2 separate regions of the Rattus norvegicus genome follow, and region 1 is linked to region 2. Evidence: chromatin contacts called from public Hi-C data. All regions are on one chromosome and are shown on one strand. The core of a region is the stretch at or near the end of the contact, and the rest is flanking DNA. Distances in the headings are between cores, read along the strand shown. Region 1 overlaps Jakmip2 (janus kinase and microtubule interacting protein 2). Region 2 overlaps Dpysl3 (dihydropyrimidinase-like 3).

Region 1 (7,307 bases), core at 1,585-4,084, 190 kb after region 2:
CTCCTCTAGTTTCCTCTTCCTTCGAACTTCTCTCCCGCCAATCCTTCCTTCTCCTCCAATGACAGGCCTCCTTCTATCCTGTACCTGCCCCTCACCAGTACTTTACAGATTCAATGGAGAGGTGGTTCTGGTGAAGTCACCTGAGTTCTGAGTACATGACTAGACAGCTGTCCTTGGGACAGTAAAATTAACATCAAAATACAGATAACTTCAGGACAAACCACAACACTCCATCCTACCTCAGTGCTTCACCAGTACTGCAGCGAGGTGTGGTGGAAGCATATGGACCTGGTTTTCAGGCGTAAACACCCACCATGGCTTACTGAAGTGGTATGAAATGAGCAGGAAGTAAGTGCATCCTTCCCCGCCCAGCCCCCACGCCATCACTGTGAGATGCGCTGGAGCTGGTTTGTACTGGCTCTGCCTACCAGTTGTGAGTATTCACAGACCCCACTATTGGTAGTTTGAATCAGCCAGGGTGAAGTGGTCTGCAAAAACCATAAATCCATGTTTGCCTTCCTTCCTAGAGCCTGCTCAGCTGCCCACTGCAGACGGAAGAGCATTTGCAGTTTATCTTGATTAACGCTGGCTCCCATACACTGCTTTTCCTCTGGGTCTGTCAGTAAACCCTCATTCTCTACTGGAACATTCATTTTACCAGTATCATACTTCATTTCCTCTGTGTTTGGGAAACAGGACAGCTAAATAATCTAATTTTGAAAAGACAAGGCTTTCTGTTAATGGATGTTAATATCTTCTTAAATGACCTTCCTAGAAGTAATTCATTTCCATTTACCCCAGGGACTTTTTGGAGATATATATATATATATATATATATATATATATATATATATATATATATATATATATTGAGAGAGAGAACATTTCAGTGTGTGTGTCTGTGTGTGTGTATGTGTGTCTGTGTGTGTGTGTCTGTGTATGTGTCTGTGTGTCTGTGTGTGTGTCTGTGTGTACACGTACACAATATGTAGGCTTGAATGGAAGTGTTGCAACTTTTTCCATTAATTAATTAATTAATAATTTTACATCCCACTACCAGGCCCCTCTTCTCCAAGGCCCCCCTCACATAACAACTCCCTCCCACCCCTCTTCATCACCTCTGAGAAGGGAGGCACTCTGTGGGTACCAACCCACCGGGTACCTCAAGTGCAGGGTTAGGCACATCCTCTCCCACCGAGGCCAGACAAGGCAGCGAGTTGAGAGGCGGGTGGTCTGACCCAGGTTTTGGCTCTGTGCTTACAAGTCTTCCCAACAGGCAAATCACCTAAGTTATACACTGACACATCTACCACATTGTAGGTGTTCAAGAAATTTCCCCTAAAACAAGAACAAATAAGAAAATAAATGAATAGTTATTAAGGTCTTTTCTAGGTCTAAAGTACATATTTCCTTAAGTCAGATCTCCCTGAGTCAGACACACCTTAGAGAAGTTTTTTCCTTTCCAGAGTCTCCCTTTATGACTCCAGGCATTTTAAAGACGCTACACTGGTTTTGAAGCAGTAGTACCCAGCTCTTGGCTTTTTGCCCAGGTTGTCTTGGCTTTTGTTTGATCTGCTTCCATCACCTGTAACCCAAGTCTGCAAAGGAGAACTTCAGTTTTGTCCATTGTTATTTTGAGAGGTGATTGAGATGTAATCAAGGGCCTTGTACATGTCACACATGCCCTCTGCCAGGGGGCTACATCTTCAGTCTCTGCTCAAGAGCAGAATAAACTGCTGAGGTTTCTTTGTTTTTGTTTTATTTTGTGTTTGTTGTCGTTTGTTTGTTTGTTTCTGTAGTTATGAGGCAGCTAAGACATTTCTCGTGGTTAATTGAGAATCAAACCATCAGTGGGCAGGGATCCTGAAGACACAGGTGTCAGAAGAAATCATCTTTCTCTTCTATACTCCTGCCCTTTAATGTGACGAGCTCCCACAATGCCCTTCAGCGTTGCACCATTCTACACTAACCAACTAAAAGTCATACTAACAAAAGTGTGACTTACTGCATCCTTACTGTGTCCTAACCACTCAGTAGTTATTATTTGATTAGTAGCTTATTTAATTCTCATCACAGCAAAGTAAGTGGATTTTATCCCCTCATCTTACGTGTAAGAAAATGACAGTTTCGAATGGCTAAGTTCCCTACCCCCCTGAATTAGATATCCCTAATGACGTTGAGAGGAATGGGACCACGTTAGACTAACTGCTATGGAAACAATTACATCGCCTTCAAATAGAGTAGAGAGAAAAGTGCAGAGGAGGTTGACACTGGTGGATCATTAGTTTCCTTCTATTTGAACTGAAAGTGAAATGGAAGCTCCCAGCATACTTCCTCATAGCAGTGTTTGTATGACTGAGAGCAGGGGCACACTGAGAAGCCAGGATATTTTGTTACAGTGCCATTGATAGTTGGGAATGTTGGGCTGATGGGACTAAAGTGTCTGAAGCCAACATTTGTAAGACAAGTCAATTACGGCTGCTTTCTATTCTTGTGCTGCTTGGGAGGTAACTATGTTTTAAGAACTCATCCCTAATTCTTTCCTTTGAAAGTTCCTCTAGGGAAACAGAGTATGTTTTGGTAATGACATTTAAAACATAACACTGTAATTTTACAAAAGAAAAAACAATCAAAGGTTCCTACACTGTAAGAGGATCCTAGACACAATAGCATGCCATCCCTGTCTGGTCCCTGGGGAGCTTGCTTCAGAAGTGGGAATTTAGGGAATAACTCTGCTGAACTTCCTTGACCCTTTTTGTCTGGGTCTGGAGTAAGTTTGTGTGATAGGTCATGGACATTCCCAGGTCTTTGTGTTTACAGAAGAATTTGCTCGCCAAGTGAAACTGAACCCCTGGAAATGGGAGGCTGCAAATTCAGATGGTGGAGGCTGTTTGCAGAACAGTGGTCATTGCAACACTTGACTTTAGGCTGTCATTCCAGATGGATGTTTGAAAGAAAAAGAAAAAGAAAACAAAAAATCCCCACAAGTCAGCCTTCGAAGCACTTGGCATACATGTTTTTCCTGGGCAAATGCTCCCTCCTGTGGCCAGATAGTAGAATACAAAGAAATAGAATTAACAGGGAGGACACCCAGGAAATAATGGGCATAAAGTACAGTGTTGTACCCAGAAGAAACAGGTACACAGTACAGTATAGGGCATTGCAGTGTGGTAGTTTATTTGGGAATACCTTCTTGTTTAAGGAAAAATAAAACCTTCTTCAGCACAAGACGATAAAGCCAGAAAGGTAGAAGAAAGAAAGGGAAAGAGAAAGGAGGGAAGCAAGGAAGGAAGGAAGGGAGGGAGGGAGAAAGGAAGGAAGGAAGGAAGGAAGGAAGGAAGGAAGGAAGGAAGGAAGGAAGGAAGGAAGGAAGGAAGGAAGGAAGGGAAAGTTTAACAAAGAGAGTAGCAAAGCAAGCAAAAAGCCCATTTACTTCCACTAAAGCATCCTGGTTTATATCTCTCTTTTTCTATGGAGCCATCTCTGATCACTCAAATGACATGAGAGCCCTCCATGAATAGTCCAATACAGAAAGGCAAAACGAAAGTAATTTAGGAAGACTCTGTTCGTGACAAGGACCTGTGCTAGATGCAAAGGTGGGGCAGCATAAAACAACTCTCCGATTTAATTAGGGAATCGAGTGGAAAAGCACAAAACCAGTAGCAGGAAAGTATACTAGGTGTATAGGGAACAAGTACACACTATTTTATCTAATTACGTGTTCTTAAAATGTTCTTACTGATGCATATTCATTGTACATAATGCTGCTTCATAAAATTCTGACTATATTCCTGTCTTTTACCATCTTCTTTCTATCCATTCCAATCTGTCCTGTCACTCCTTTCCTTCCCTTCTACTGTTACATATTATATATGCATGTAATGTGTATATATTGAAATGTACACATACACATATATTATGTATTATGTATAACACACACACACACACACACACACACACACACAGTTTTATGTATCCATGAGTTAAAAAAGGTGGTGGCTAAGGTACATCATCAGCTATAAGGCTTATGCAGGTGAGGGGGAAATGAGAGAATTCCTGCCCAGGAGGAGCATAAGTAAAATCTAGAGCAGGCATTTGACTTAAAGCCTGAGCAGGTACCAACCCTTCAAACCTGCCATGGTTTTCCACATCAGATTGCAAGATATACTTGCTTTGCTGATACTTCAAAAGTTGCATTTATGCATTTTTCCATACAGTAGACCATAATTTTACCCAGAGGTTCTAGGATATACAGTGGTGACCATGTAGAGCAGTCTTGCTCAGTCCCTATATCTGGTGGCTCTACAATGCATAGGGCAGCCATAAGTAGTGAGGAGCAGGGAGGTAAGCTCTAGAATAAAGGTGTTAAGCACCTGGCACAATTACCCTTCAAACTTGCCGCAGAAGAGGGATCCAGCTCTTTGTCAATGATTGTAAACCCTGCCTCAGTCTCCTTGTAAGTATGCCTGTGGTAGACAGCATACATTGGAGCTTTCATAGGCATGACCATAGAAGATGTGTGCTTCTTATTCTTGATGTTGAATTTCTTTCACAAAATTATACTGTCAATCTTAATTTGCCTTGCGCAGCTTTTATAAAAAGTTTATGAGTTGAATTATATTTTTAATTGGATATTTTTCATTTATTTACATTTCAAATTTTATCCTCTTTTCCAGTTTCCTGTCCATAAACCTATCCCATCCCCCTCCTCCTTCTTCTATGAGGGTGTTCCCCTACCCATCCACCCACCCCTTCCCACCTCTCCGCCCTGACATCCCTTTACCCTGGGGGGTCCAGTCTTAGTAGGATCAAGGGCTTCTCCTCCCATCGGTGCCCAACAAGGCCATCCTCTGTTCCATATGCAGACATGGGTCTGTCCATGGGTAGTGGTTTAGTTCCTAGAAGCTTTGGTTGGTTGGTATTATTGTTCTTATGGGGTTGCAAACACCCTCAGCTCCTTTAATCATTTCTCTAATTCTTCCAATGGGACCCCGTTCTCGGTTCAAATTATATTTTTTAAGAAAAAAAAAGATCTTATGAATAACACAAGGTAAAAGCTTTTATTTTTTTTAAAAAATGCAGTTTGTTTTATTTTTCATAGAAACTAAAACACCAGAGTTCATTGATTGCTATATTAAATACATAAATTATAAAATAACCGTTCATAAAACTTTACATACAATAAATGGATTCCGATCTCTATGGTGATACATACAGCACATGTACCTGTCCCGTGAACCTCAGACAATCCCTCTGCTGCATTCAATCAAGTTCTGCCTCTCATCAGTAAGCACTGAAGTGGCCTACTAGTCATGCTGTGATAGGAAGGACCTGAACTAATGCAGGCAATCGTAGGAATGCTTTGGAAACCAGCCCCCTGGCTACACTAACTCAATAGATACACAAGGAATTGTGGATTCAAATATGTTCCCTGTAAACTCAAATCCTCACAGAATTAAATACTATAGGTTAGATCATGCACAGAAGCTTCTGGAAATGCAATTTTAGTTGAGAAAAGCATAGGACCTTTGATTGATATTAATACTGTAAATTGTGCTGGGCGTTTTATTGAGATGCTAGGGAACAAAACGTTCTGCTTAGAGGACAGGGTCGTGGAAAATTCACAGGCAACAGGAAATAGCAGTAATGGTGGAAGGTAGAGATATAGCCAAGGAGGGGTGGGTATAGACACTATACGCCAAACAAAATCGAGTTGCCTAGTGACATCAGAAAAGCATCATCTCTAAGTCTTCTGTCGAGGTCTGAAGTACATATCTGTTAATGCCTGCACCACCATACTCTGTACAGGATACATATGCATGACTATGTACATCTTGTATTTATTAAGTGTTTAGATTTTGATTTGCCTTATTCAGGAGAGATGGTTTAGTTAAGAGGGGAAATAGGCACGTTTTGTGAGGTGTCTGTCAAACTTAAGTGACTGCAGTTTATAGCAGGTTCCAGATCTGTTTCTGATTGAGAGATTGGATCATTCATTCTTTAGTAAGTTTGTAGAGTCTTCATGTGGGCAAAGGGGACTCAACATTGTTTGTCTGCACCATTGCCGCCCTGTAGGACTTTATACAACAAAGATTTCAGTACAAAATCAAATAGCAAAATAAAACCAGAAAGCTTCAGTGAATCAATTACAGGTTTGTCACACTAGAGTGAATGTGGTGAATTTCAGTCCACTTTCCTGTACTGCCCCTTTACATGTATCTTTTAAAAGTCAAATTAAGAACTCAACTCAGGCTCTCTCAGCAATAAAGATTTATTGAGGAGGAACTCAACTGATAAAATCAGGGATGGGAAGAAAACCTGCCTTGCTCAGTTCTGAAGTGACATCCCGAGGAACAACCCCATTCTTCCAGCATTGAAAGTCCTCTTGTATATAAGTATGGAATCTAGTCTCTAGGCATATTCTATATGAAAAGTATAAAGCAGTTGGGAATAAGGAAATCTTTATCTTATGTCTTTTCCCCATCTAAGCAGAAAGGGGGCTTTGCATCCATCCTGAACACCATGGCACAGCCATCTAAGAGCTACTTGCATAAGTTATACTTCAAAAGTTACATTTATGTACTTTCCATATAGTAGATCAAATTTAATCCCTAAAATATATTAAATTACCAGGGCTGGGGTCTGGGGAGATACAGCTGTGTGCTGTCTAGAATGCCCAGGCACCTGGATTCAACCTATAGCACCAGTATAAAAAAGAAAACAAAAAGCAGGAGGGAAGAGTGGAGGGGGGAGGGAGAGAGGGCAGTGGAAGCGTCACAAAAGCAATGCAACTGCCAATCAACATAGCTGAGTCTTACAAATCTTGTCTTGGTACACATATTGTATGTGTGTGTGTGTGTGTGAGAGAGAGAGAGGGGGGGGAGGGGGAGGGAGAGGGGGAGGGGGAGGGAGAGGGGGAGGGAGAGGGGGAGGGAGAGGGGGAGGGAGAGGGGGAGGGAGAGGGGGAGGGAGAGGGGGAGGGAGAGGGGGAGGGAGAGGGGGAGGGAGAGGGAGTATTCCATTCCGTTCTTTGACAAATAAAAAGAACACATCTATATGCTTTAATACTGAGTACACTGGTCATCTATTCTGATGTGACATCGCAGAGATGGTCTAGTTATTTAAATATCAACATAACCAACAGATGCTCTTTTTACAGCTTTCAATGAAAACCCAGGCAAGTTAAAATGATAAGCATTGTTTTAAAAGAAGGTGCTTATCAATTCCATTTAAGTTATAAACATACAGATTTTATTGTGTGTTTTTAGAAAAAGTTAGCAATAAATCAGCAGAAGAAAAATTGGTGA
Region 2 (7,338 bases), core at 1,795-4,294:
GTGAAAAAAGGACCCCGATGACCTTTTCTGACCTTCATCCATAGCTGATGTCCCAAAACAAAGTTCTTCTTCTCCATACCTTCTCAAAAACCCTTCAAACAAAATCGTCCTCCTTTTTGTTTCCTGTCTCTCTGTATTCATCCTCCTTCCTTCCTCTTACTCTGTTTTTCCCCCAAGTTCACTCCCTGTCTGGTTGCTTGCTCTGCCTCTTGACCAATGCCTGACTTTATTTATCCCTGTTTACAATAAACAGAAAGCTCTTGGATTAAAGTTGTCTGCTATGGCCACGCAATGAAAAACAGGTTTTTCCTGTAAATAAAACAATCTCGGGGTACACGTTGTGATCAAACATCCTGCAGGATCCACGGACATCTCAGTAGGTGTAGACCTCACATACACCCCAAACATACTCTTCAGGGCATCCCTGAGGGGCAAATTTTAGCTTGATTGGTGTGCCTGAGGCTTTGATTTGGTTCTATCTGGGAGACCCTCCCTCAGTCCCTTACCACAGCCTTGTCCCAGATGACAGACATACGCTCCTCCACGCCATTGGTGCCCTCAGGGATAGCCGTGAAGTTGTCCTTCCCAATGGCTTTCTGGGCAGTGCTGAAGGTACAGTGGGCACTTCCAGAGAGCTGCAGATCTCCACTGGAAAAGGAGAAAGTTTCACATGTTTACAACAGATGGCTGGAAAATACTGGGGAAGCAGAATTATGTCTTTGTTTGTAATCTCCCTATCCTCTACTAAGCTGTGTGAGGTTGGGTAAGTTTCCTCCACTCTCTGGGCTGTAACCCATCCATAAAGGAAGGAATAGAGTCAGATCATGTCTTCTGTGGCAAACTACAAAGAGTCAGGTGAAGGCTGAAGAGCTGACTCAGTGGTGGTGAGCACTGTGTGCTGCGGCAGAGGATTCAGGTTTGGTTCTCGGAACCACATCAAGGGGCTCACAACCAGCTCTAACCCCAGTTCCATGCTATCTTATATGATCTCTATAGGCATCTGCACACAAGGTGCACATAAAGATATGCAAGCAAGCATGCAGTCTTATGTGTTCACACTCATATAAACACACATGCAAACAGAAACTAAGCTGTAAACATGTAAAGACTCAAATGACCAGTGGCCTTATTTTTGAATCTCCCTATAATTGATGGCTAAGTATCATCATGACAAATGCTTTGAGTCCTGACACATAGCTGTAAGTGCCTTGGTTATCAGTTGCATAACCTACAAAATGATGGTAAGAGTGCCTGACTCATAAAATTGTCATGAGGGACAAGGGAGAGCTCAAGCTTGGCACGGTTAAGCATCGACTGCTAAGACCATTATTCATGCTGAGACTGTGTCATCAATTGAACTGTGATGTGGAGGAGCCAGTTTTCTGCCGAGGAATTTGATGCTGTAGACTCTCGTCTACCACCTAGACCATAATACTACAGCCCCCATCACAGGTGGCCCAAGATGATCCGACAGAACACATGGCATTCCTACACCAACCTGGCCAGCAAGGAGTTGATGTAGTCAGGTGTGGTTGGGTCAGGGCTCAGAGGTGGGGATGTCACAAATGCAGCTGCCTTGGCCCAGTTCTTACTCCAGTAATGGGTTCCATCTATTCCCAGGCTGGCAGTGATGGGCTCGCCAAAGACCACATTTCCTGGAAAGAATGGATATCAGTTTTATAAAAGATATGTACTGCTCTGGTCCAGAATATCTAAACAGAACTATAACTTTGCTCAAGACTGTCTGAAGTCAGGCAATCCTGGGGTTCAAGTTTCTATTACCAGTTTCTTTTTTTTTAAGGTCTGTTTCTCTATTAAATATGAGCAATGCTTTGAATGATAGAATGAAGAAATAAATACATGTTCACAATAATAAGCCACTAGGCATAAGATCTGGCTGTTTGACATGAAGAAAGTCAAACTATATAATAATTATTATTATGCAGATTACAGGAGTCATTTTTAGAATATTAAAATGTCTAAGCATTATGTCCTAGAACTGATGACACTGTTTACACTCCCAGACTTGTGAAAGGACTTAGCATACATGAAGGGTCTGGCCCATGGTAGATACTCAATAAATACCGTGTGTGTGTGTGTGTGTGTGTGTGTGTGTAGGTGTGTGTGTGTAGGTGTGTGTGTGTAGGTGTGTGTGTGTAGGTGTGTGTGTGTGTGTGTGTGTGTGTGTGTAGATGCCCAGGCCCTTGAGCTTCAACACAAGTGCTTTTATACAGAGCGCCACCACCCCCAGCCTTAAGTTATAACTTCTTTACATTAGTTATAGCACCAGAGGTCTTAAGCCACACTGGTGATGGATGGTGAGATCATTTGGGAATTAACAAGAACAAATTCATGAAGAAGCTATATTCCATCATCCCATTGGAGGTCCTCTCGGTTCTCCCTAAGAATGGTTGTTTGTCCAGAAGATGTTCTTAGCTTCAATATCTGCAGCCCTTTATTTTGTTGCAGAATTACATATTCTCTTAACCCTGGAAGAACGGCTGGGTGAGTTCTCCTTACCAGACAATCACAGTCAGAAGTCTAATGGGAGGAAGTTTCTATCATGAAATAGGAAGTATGGGCAGCTTACACTTGAAAACATGCCATCCTCAGGTGATTGACAGAGCTCATGTGAGATAAACCAACAGAAGACATGAGAGGTTAATGAACTGGGTGGATAGGGTGAGTGTAGTGATTTCTCCCGCTCTTTCTTTCTCCCTTCTTTCCCTTCTTCCTCTCCAGACCCCATTTCTAGTAAAGAGGATTAGTCTGCTCTCCTGGTTCTCCCAAATGCCTCTTATCCAGGAGAGTAAATCATTAACTACTGTGGGCTAAAATAGCAGGTTTTCCATAAACATGGAGAAGTGGGAAATACCCTAGAACCTTGCCACTCAGAAGACATTTGGACACCTAGAAAGATTCCTCTCTCATTGGAAAAGGGTCACCTTTCTCCAGAAAGCCAAAAGTCAGCTGGGCTACCACTAAGCACCATAGTCACTCTGACATGGAAATTCCTCAGGACCACTTAGCTGATGAATCATTCATCTTAGATCTCTCTGCTAGCAGATGGTCCTCAGCACACAGCAACAGCAATGCGTGACAGCCTGAGGAATCTTCTTTCACAAACAAGCACAGCCCTCATCTCTAGTTTCTCAACACACTGTTTACTTGCATAGCTTCACAACTGAGCCCAAGAGCCTATCACTAAGGACAAGGCACAAAATTAAAAACAAAACAAAACAAAACAAAACAGGCTTTAAAAGCAGAGTTCAAAACACTGTAAGCCCGAGTTAACAGTGGTAGACAGCACAGCAGAAGGCAGAAAGGTGACAAGGACAGAGCCCTAGGTTATGAAGACCACAGCATGAAGGCCATTCCACTCCTTTCTAAAAATAACTTGTTCTGACCTGAATGACCAGGTAGAGTGACCACACTCCTGTGGTGAGCTCTTAGGACTGGCCAGACGATGCTGTCTCTGGGGCAGCCTTTGATTCAGGGTTGTGCACAGATCCCAGGCAAGATAATCACAGTATTCTTACATGCTTGCTCGAGCTACCTCTTCATTGCTTCCTTTACCAGGGATTGAGGACAATAGATGTCCCCTGGTATTATCTATTTCCTTCACAGTTAATACTGATTGTGAATCCACCAGCCAGAGAGACGGAAGAACCAAGAAAACAGTAGATGAGAGCCTTAGAGTACTATCACTGCTAAAACCCACCAAGGTACCTGGTCGTCCCAATTACAACCAATACTTTACTTGTTGATGGCTTGTTTCAGCCAGTTTTGACCTGGATCTTTGACTTCTACATTTAGCATAATATTGACTGGGTGTCTATTTATGAACTTCAGATAATGAGAACTGACATAGGACAGATGGAAATTGAGTGGGAGATGTACCAAGTCTCGGAGAAATTACTTTGTGCTGTTATTTCCAGCAAATTACTTAATCTTCCTTAGCCTCAGTTTACTTATATGCCAGATGGAAGAAACCTCAGAACTCCAGTTGTAGATGGGGCTTCCTAGAGAGCATGGCAAGGAACAGAAGAGATGCCATTTCTATTACAGTGGACAGCCTGGAAGGGAAGGGAGGAGCCCCGTGGTGCAGTGGGAAGTTCCCCATCCTGGGAGCACAAATCACCTTTCTTCCTGGCTTGTGAGATGAGATCAGCCGCGCTCTTGCTCATGACCTTGGTGACATAAAGGGGGCAGTTGGTCTGGCTGGCGACGGTGATGGCACGGAACACAGCCTCAGCTTCCAGCTACAAAAACAAATCCCAGCAATCAATAAAACAGAGCCCCTCACCCTTGCCACGTCCTGCCTCTAGAACAGGTGCTGATAAAGTGCTAAGAACCACCCAGGAGGATCTGAAATTATGTGGCCTGTATCTGCTCCCATGTTACGTTCCTGGGCTTCCTCATGTCTCTGTCCCTCAGCAAAGGAGAATGGCATAGAGCTGTGTCTGGGCCACTGCTTGTCTTTGTATCTCTCTCCTCTCCTATAGTTAGCATAAAGGCTAAGCCAAGTAATAGCCTCTGCTCTCCAATCTCAAGGCAGAGTCTCTGGGAAAGCAAAATCATGTCAGCAGCAGGTGAAGAGAATCAGAAACACAGGGACATCGTGACGTTTCCTGCAGCTATGGGGTCAGCAAAGGGTTATATCCATGAAGGATTTCTTATTAGAATAATCCCCAAGCTTCACAGCACAGCCACTGTTTTTATTACTGATCTCTCCTAGCCTATTCCAACTTGGAGTTCAAGCTTTCAAACACACCAATTAAGACAGCTGCACTTAATTCGTGAGGAATACTGATGAGTTTCCCCCACACTTGATTAACCAAGTGAGATCTGGGAGCTCAGGCTCCATTGGGTGACTGAGAGTGAATCTTGGTTCTGTTCTGGACAAGCCAGGTAACCTCAGGTGTAGCTCACAACCTCTCAGTGCTGCTGCTTTCCTGCCTAAGTGGTAGTACTGAAGAGTCCTGACCTCTGGAGCCATTGTTAGGATGAAACGATTAATCCTTTTGAGAAATTAGTGCCCAGAAACAGTGGCTGTTGTTGTAATTGTTGGTCACAGTTTGTGACCAATGCGAAGTCTGCTATTGCCCCAAACTCTGAGCAAGCCCAGCTCAGCCCAGAATAGAGCCTCAGTGGTGATTCCTCACGGAATCAGCAGCCGTTCCTTTTCATATGGATATGACTTTAGGGGTTAGCTTGCACAGACCAATACTTAAAAAAAAAATATGCTTCAAATGGCTTACAGATGTCTAGTGGCTGCATAATGCAAACCAGTCACTCTATGGTGAATGTGGTTCAGTAGGCTTGGGGCACTGGGCTGGCTGAGCTGGCATGCTCCAGAAGGCTTTGGGGGTGCAGGTAAAGCACCCAGACACTGCACCCTGGAGGCTATTCTCTGTACCTGTTTCTCTGCTTTCTGAGCAGCCTTACTTGAGACTCCATCTTGGTGGGCTTTGAACTGAAAAGAAGCTGGCTTTTCCTATGCTCACTCCCCCGTCATACCTTTGCTGGCCACTTCAGCGGCCCCATGCTCTCAGCCCTGGCCCCTTTGATCCCATTCCCTTCCAGGGCCAGCACCAAAGGGTTTTCTGCACTTTGACGAAGTGACTATCTTTAGAAGGTTACATCACTTTTCAACTTTACTCAAAAGAGCTTCAAGGGTTGGAGAGATTTACAGCTAAGTGGCCTTCTTACTAAAAAGGAGAAGGAACTGGGAAAGGTTGAGGTGGTGGGGGTGGAGCGAGGTTGAAAAAACAAACCAAGGAACAAAAATAGACTCTGCTGTGAAATCCCCTGGCTGTGTCTAAAGAAATCTGTCTTGCCAGCCTATCCCTCCAGAGACAGCATTTCTAGTTTCACAGTGTTGACCATGACGGCCAGCTAATACCATAAAAATGATTTTTCAGTCCTTCAGAAACGACCAGCCCATGGCTGACCTCTAACTTTTAGGTTCTTTAGCTATACAATGCCAGTACTTTGAATGGCAGGAATAATACATGAGAAAATGCATGAAGTCAGCACCGTCAGGAATAAATGTCTCTTAGAGCAAGCCTCCAATTATTAGGGCACGTATTTATTTATTTTTTTCAGGAATGTTGTGTGTGACTGGAATGTCCATCATTAATTTACCGATTGTGTCAACTGGCAATATCTAGAAAGCTGACCTTGTTCTATGTCTCCTTCTAGATGCACCTGGTACAAGTGTATTATTCTGCTTGCAAAATATATAGCCTCATTGTAATAGGAGACTTTCTATATACCTGTGTTACATTTCAATTTCTTGTAGGCTGTAGAAGAGATGAGGGAAGTACTAAATGTTTAGGTTCTGCTTCCTCGGCGGAGTTTGCCATAAACAGGATTAGTTTCATTGACATGGTGGGCCCTGAGATCCCTCAAGTTCAGAACAACCCTGCTTTCAGATTGGTGGGCACAAACTCTGAGCCCTGAGCCAGCAGCAGTGGCTGACATAAAAGACAAGAATCACAAGGCATATTGGCTGTGAAAAGTCTATTCAGTCTCCTTTCCACATTGTCAGTGATTTGCAAGACTCATTGTAATATGAAAAAGTGCATAGGAATTTCTCTAGAATTCAGGGTGATTAGCAAAGACTTAGACATCCAGCACCGCACTGCTACTGAAGGCCTAGGGAGTGTAAGGCAACCCAAGGTCAGAGATGAGCATCTCTATTATACTTTCTAGCTAGAAGAGGTCTCTGAGAGAAGTCTCCCAACAATGATAGATTGAATCATAGATTCTATCGCATTCTTCCAGCCATTCTTGTGCCTAAACTGTGTGTGCATGAGGCTCAGGTTGGGCCAAACAGAAACATTCCATATATAAAGTAAGTGGTACCCTAGGACCATGACAATCAGTCTCATAGAAAACACTGGTGAAAAGAACCCTCACTGCCATCTTGGCTTTTTGCTGTGTACCCCTTCTCCCCAACCCCCATGAAACTCACCTCTTCCGGTCTGCTCAGAACATGACCTTCTGGGCCTGTTATTCCCATTTCCAGCATTCGTGCCTGCTCCTAAAATAAGAGAAGCAAAATGGAGAATGTTCTTTTATGACTACAGCCAACATTTGGGAAAATTATATCTGCATGCTCTGGGCTAAAATGCATTCGGGGGTTGTGGGGGTGAAGAATACAATTTATATGTTAGGCAAATATATAATTCCGCATTTGGAACAGCAAAATTGAATCTTTAAAAGTTAAGTGGCTTTTTTTTTTATTAAAAGGAAGATTGTTTGATAAGAGTGTCCATGTTTTGTCTATATTACCAGTAAAATGTCACTTACACTTCACTTCTTTCAGACCCA

The links. A called contact is a pair of places that touch in the nucleus more often than the background predicts.
Region 1: a Hi-C map of the A7r5 cell line shows a contact between it and region 2, with 8 times the contacts expected there. The contact joins two enhancer-like sites. A contact is called at or near these places in 9 of 12 Hi-C or Micro-C datasets (the A7r5 cell line, the Rat2 cell line, Schwann cells and 6 more) and 1 of 1 datasets of contacts at active chromatin or transcription factors (oligodendrocytes).

Annotation. Positions count from the first base shown.
Region 1 is chr18:35,828,952-35,836,258 of GRCr8, forward strand. The region is part of intron 20 of Jakmip2 (janus kinase and microtubule interacting protein 2); the gene reads right to left. All of the region lies in intron 1 of LOC120098288 (a long non-coding RNA gene), which reads left to right. Among named protein-coding and RNA genes, the nearest start is that of Dpysl3, 100 kb to the left of the region's middle. Within about 2 kb of position 2,835, at least 8 of the 93 cell types and tissues checked have an H3K27ac peak or open chromatin away from gene starts, as enhancers often do. A contact at or near this core is called in the A7r5 cell line, where this site is marked.
Region 2 is chr18:35,635,642-35,642,979 of GRCr8, forward strand. It overlaps Dpysl3 (dihydropyrimidinase-like 3), which reads right to left. Exons shown (of 14, transcript NM_001398556.1): 7 at 6,980-7,048; 8 at 4,142-4,262; 9 at 1,499-1,655; 10 at 507-648. Among named protein-coding and RNA genes, the nearest start is that of Dpysl3, 92 kb to the right of the region's middle. Within about 2 kb of position 3,045, at least 6 of the 93 cell types and tissues checked have an H3K27ac peak or open chromatin away from gene starts, as enhancers often do. A contact at or near this core is called in the A7r5 cell line, where this site is marked.